Linked DNA regions of Oryctolagus cuniculus: region 1 is linked to region 2. A link is a contact called in public Micro-C data. All regions are on one chromosome and are shown on one strand. The core of a region is the stretch at or near the end of the contact, and the rest is flanking DNA. Distances in the headings are between cores, read along the strand shown.

Region 1 (2,700 bases), core at 55-2,554, 200 kb after region 2:
ATTTGCCACATCTCTTAAAATACTGTTCAGGAATAAGTTTCTTTTCAAACTCTTTTGACTGGCACCCCATTCTTAGTGTAAAGAGGTCAAAATCATGAATTAAAACAATCTCACTTTCTCCATCCCTTCCACCATTCCACAACAGGCTCAGGAAAAAATAGTAAACCATTCACACTTTGTGTGTAAAAATAGCCCCTGGGAGGTGCAGGGCGTAGCAAGATGCAAACCTTAAACCAAAGATATGCGCTGATAACTGTGCATGTGAACTGAAGAAGGCAAATTAGCCTAAAATCAGCGGTACTAAGCAGCTACACCTACAGTAGCTTCAAGAAAGCCCGTCTTTCAATTCCGTGTTTCACTAAGTCTAAGTCGGAACAGTGCAATTGCACCACTAAACAAAGTTATCTTCCTTGTCTGGGTTCCTTAAAATCGGCGCTCCCGATGAAAGAGCGTTGGAGATTCATTATAATTAAAGACAAACACGGAACGCTTGCAAGGGACTGCGTGGGTCAGCTGTTGACCACGCCAAATCAATTAAGAGATGGACGCTAAGAAAGGCGGGTTGAGGGGAGAAGTGTAGGGGCCGCGATTTGATCATTACCAGGCTGGCGCAACAGCAGAAATCGCAGCTGCATTATTTCACACTTAATCTTTCTATTCCTGGCATCACGGGGTTCAAACGTCACCAAAAAAGATGGGCCGGCAGGAAACTCGGCAGGCTGACGCACCCTTCATCTTACCATATGGACTCCCATCAGTCGAGACCGAGAAGCGCCCCAGAACTACCCAGCGAAACAAGGGTCCCCGGGGCCGCCGGCTGCCCCACGCCGGAGCACAGCTCCGAGGTGCGCGCGAGGCTTGGAGTCTACAGGACCACCCGGCCCCAAGCCCCATGGGTGAGCTCGAACCGCGAGGGTTGTGGACTCCTGCCCCGAGGCGGTCGCCCCAGCCAAGCGCCAGCGGGTCCAGTGCCCGCCCGAGAAGCCCCTTCCCAGGAGAGAAACTGCACCGCTGTCCAGGGAGGCTGCCGTGCCGAGGGTGCAGTCCACGCGCCCCGACAGTCGGCCCCAAACCCTCTCGCGGGGTCTGAACTCGCCCAGAGTCATACCTGAAGGGGCAGCGCCACCTTCGCCAGACGGCACTGGCTGTCACGGTGGCGGCAGTCACAGCTCCAGGCGCCAGTGACGCCTCTCATAAAAACAACAACCTGCTCTCGGGCGTCCGCAGCCGGGAGGCGGCGGCCGGCAGTTCTCCGCAGCGCATGCCGGGACTCGTAGTCCCATTCGCGGATCCATTCCAGGCGGCGGCGGAGTAAGGAACTACGACTCCCAGAAAGGAGTGCAGCTCACCACGGGGCGGCTACAGGAAGCCGGGCCAGGAGGCCGCGGAGCCTCACAACATCCGGGCCCCGGCGCCCGCGGCCGGTTGCTATGGAGACGAGCTGCCGCCACCAGAAAGGACTAGGAAAGCTGCCTGGGTCGGGCGGATCGGTTTATGCTCACTGATCCAGCCAATAGTTCCTCTCTAGTTTAATTAGGTGCAGGTAAAAGGCCACTTCCCGGGGCGCTCGCCGCTCTTCTGCCATCTGCTGCAAGAGAAGATTTTACCAAGAATTTACCAAGGGAGCGAGAATGACGGACACCGACTGGGTGGGTCTGAGCAGAGGACTAAATGCTTTTGATTGTTGTTTGATATTCTTTGATATAATCTGAGGCACCACCTATTCCCACCCAGCCTCCAGAGAATTCTAAGCAACCACAGAGCTTTTGCATTTACCAATGTAAATGAAGGTTTTATTAAGCCATGATTGCTTCTCATGGTGTCAAGACTATTGGGGATGCTAAGAACTGGTGCTACAACTGCAGACTGGGGATGGTTTTGAACAAGGCAAATGTCCCTTAAGTTTGCATTTATTTACATTGTGCCTTGACCAAAAATGCATACGGGGGAGGAGGGGAGATGGTGCACTTAAGTCACCATTTAATGTAAACAGAATAAAGTCTGTCCTTCAGTTGTGGCAACATAAGTTTAAGAAAAATTAACAGGTGGGCGTGAGCAGAGACAAAAAGTTGCCTGGAAGTTAAACTTTTTTTCTTTTGTGTTACCCATACACCTATTAACTTCAATTGTTGCCACAACACCAAAAAAGAAAAAAAAATAATTCTGTACGTAGAGTTTCTATAACATACATTTGATTATTCAGTGCCTTGTTTTCATTTATATTCTTATATATTCTTATATATATAAATGTGTTTATGCTAAAACACTTTGGAAAGTCAAGAGTAGAATCTGACAATTAGTAAGAAAGCTGGTATCACCAATATGCAGATTTTTAGAATACTCAAAAGTAATTTCAATGAGCTAATTTTAAGACTTCTTTTTTGAAAGGTATTTGCAATTTTAATTAACCTTCTTATCCTTAAGTTGCTAACATGGTATGTTAAGTAACCCTTTCACATTGTTTGAATTAGTTTTGCTTTCTCCTTTTTTTTTTTTAAGATTTATTTCTTTATTTGAAAGTCAGAGTCACAGAGGAGAGGCAGAGAGAGAGAGAGAGGTCTTCCATTCGATGGTTCACTCCCCAATTGGCCACAATGGCCAGAGCTGTGCCCATCCAAAGCCAGGAGCCAGGAGCTTCTTCCCGGTCTCCAACGCAGGTGCAGGGGCCCAAAGACTTGGGCCATCTTCTACTGCTTTCCC
Region 2 (2,700 bases), core at 179-2,678:
CAGTTTAGAAGAGATGCTTGCTCTCTGATAGAGCTTCAAGGCTGTCACCCCCTGTCAACTCAGTTCTGGAACCATCGGTCTTTCTCAAGCCAAGAGAGTCGACTCCTAGCCAATTCAACACTGTCCTAGCCGACAACACAGACGTTCTCAGCAATGCGAACTTCCACTGTGTCTACCGAATCCACACCCAGCTCTCAGCAGCTCTAATTCCAACACCCGGCTGACACGCAGTGTTGGACGAGAATTACAACTGTATCAAGTTCCTGACAACAAGTGTTCAAGATCTCCTAGACATTGGTGCAAGTTCCCAAACACAGTTTTCAGCAAGATTCCTGCTCCCAATTTAATATGTCCGCCTTTGGTCAATAAGAGATACAAGGTAACGAACGTAAGGATGTAAAAATAACTTCGCTCAACAGATACTGCAACTCAACAGATCTGGTATAAACACGCAATCTGTATTTTTAACAAGCGCCCTGTAAGTCAGAAGAGCTCAAATTCGGAGAAACACGTTACGGAAGCGGAGGAAGGGGCTCCACTCTGATATGAGAGATTACACTCGCAAGTCTTTCACAGCTAAGTTTCATACCTAGATGCATGTGTTTGTTATGCATTCCATGAAAAATACACAGGCTTATCACACTCGTATTCCTGGCACTTCCCCACGCCTCGAACGACATCTATAACCCATTCTCTTCCTCGGAGACGTAACAGCTCCGCCCCGTGCCGTTGCTCAAACTTGATTTTTCCTTCCACCTAGAGTGCCCTCTCCTCCCTCTCTCTCTCTCTCCAACACACAGAACAAACATCACCTCCGTTCTGGGACTTTTCATCCGCAACCCTCCCCGGCTCCCCTCTCGCAACTTTGACGCCCAGCTCTACTAGGAAGTCACCCGCCGCTCGTCTAACCACTTCTTCACACTGTGGACACTACCACGTCTTCTCTCGATGGACGGGGACCTGTGGAATGCCTGACTGGGCATGCGCTCAACAACAGTGCACAGCATTCAAGAAACTGAACCACGTACAAGAGGGACCAAGCTGTCCTACAAGCGAGCCAGGCTCCCCGGCGGCGCGGGCTGGGCTCGCGCCTGACTCCAATCTCTGTGAACCCCGCCCAAGGGTGGTCCGGCCCCCAGCCGCGCTCAGACACCAGCAATGAGGCTCCCCGAACACGAGACAGGCCAGGGCCCTCGGAAGAGGACGGTGAACCCGGGCCACAGCCGGCGTCCACCGCCACGCCGGCCTCGGCCGCCCCACCTTGCAGTCGTTGCGGACGAACATCATGCCGTGGCCGGGGTAGATGGGCCCCGAACAGAAGTAACACTTCTCGATACGCATGCTGAATCCGCGTGGGTACCCACGGACCAAACGGCCTAGCCCGAGAGGAAGTGACGTAGCCCGGCCACAGGAAGTGATTCTCCTCCCCGACCCCGGCCCCAACCCGGAAAAGACAAGCACCTTCCAGTCCTGCTGGCCAAGAAGACTGGATCCAAACATGATAGCGCCTCCCGGAGGCCGGGCGGGCAACAGCGCTGCCGTCCGGCGCAGGCGCAGAGCCGCAGACTAAGCATGGCTCTTGAGAACGAATGTGTTTTAATTACAATGTGTGCGCTCAATCGTAGAGGGATTTTTCTGTAGGAATCCTGTAAGTCCTATGTAGAGATGTTCTCACTAAAAAGATTTTTGTTTTACTTATAGAAAGTAATTCAAAGCAAATCACTTCTTTAGGTTAACACCTTGGATTATTCGTGGAAAAATTAAATAGTATGAATTTGAACTCAGACCCATCGAAGCGCAGATTTGTGGTTACAAGTTGTCATAAGAGACTAAGGACAAAGACTAGGTCCTGGCTTTGTGTTTAGGTATTGACAGAGTTCTCAGCTGCAATACGCTACCCCCTATCAAACCTGAGGTTTTCTCTTTTAATTATGTGTAGCCATTAAAACCAGGCATCCTGATTACTAATGGTGGCAAAACCAAACCAAAAGCAAACCACATTCAGCATTAACTAATTTTTAAGTTGCCTCTGTTGCTGCTGCCTGCTGCTTGGTGGTCTTAGGTTATTTCCTTTACCTTCTTAAGAAAGCAACAGTAAATTTAAAAATGCTTGTGTTGGGACTGCTGCTGTGGCACAATGGGGTAAACCACTGCCTATGACACTCACATCCCATATGAGGGCTGCTTCAAGACCTGGCTGCTGCACTTCTGATCCAGCTCCCTGCTAAGGCACCTGGATGGTTCAAGCCCTTGGGAATCGGCACTCACGTGCAAAACAGGAAAGAAGCTCCTGGCTTCTGCTCAGCTCACCTCTGGCCATTGTGGCCACTTGGGTAGTGAACCAGCTGATGGAAGATTCTCTATCTCTTTGTCTCTCCTTCTCTCTGTAACTCTACCTTTCAAGTAAATAAATGAATCTTAAAAAAAAAAAAAAACTTTAAAAGGTCAGAATGTACTTCTCAGACTTCCTCCTAACAAACCAATATGGACTTATTATATGTGAGCCTTTCTAAACACTATTTTAATTTTTATATGAATATTTTATTAATTTTATATTTACAAAACAAAAAATTGTAAGGTAGTAATATGAGTTCCCATATGCCCCTCCCCCAATTTCCCCTAAAACATGTATTAGTATATTTGTCACAATTAATGAATCACACCCAGCTTTCCCTGTTATTTATCCAAACTCCTTTTATC

What was found. A called contact is a pair of places that touch in the nucleus more often than the background predicts.
Region 1: a contact with region 2 is called in a Micro-C map of ear pinna, with 7 times the contacts expected there. The contact joins the promoter of CCPG1 here to the promoter of RSL24D1 in region 2. A contact is called at or near these places in 2 of 6 Hi-C or Micro-C datasets (ear pinna and an unstated tissue).

What each region holds. Positions count from the first base shown.
Region 1 is chr12:78,127,814-78,130,513 of mOryCun1.1, forward strand. CCPG1 (cell cycle progression 1) reads right to left here and starts at 1,305. Exons shown (of 10, transcript XM_070054222.1): 1 at 1,109-1,305. PIERCE2 (piercer of microtubule wall 2) reads left to right here and starts at 1,422. Exons shown (of 2, transcript XM_008268977.4): 1 at 1,422-1,649. The coding sequence starts at 1,632.
Region 2 is chr12:77,925,536-77,928,235 of mOryCun1.1, forward strand. RSL24D1 (ribosomal L24 domain containing 1) reads right to left here and starts at 1,429. Exons shown (of 6, transcript XM_002717715.5): 1 at 1,261-1,429. The coding sequence starts at 1,341.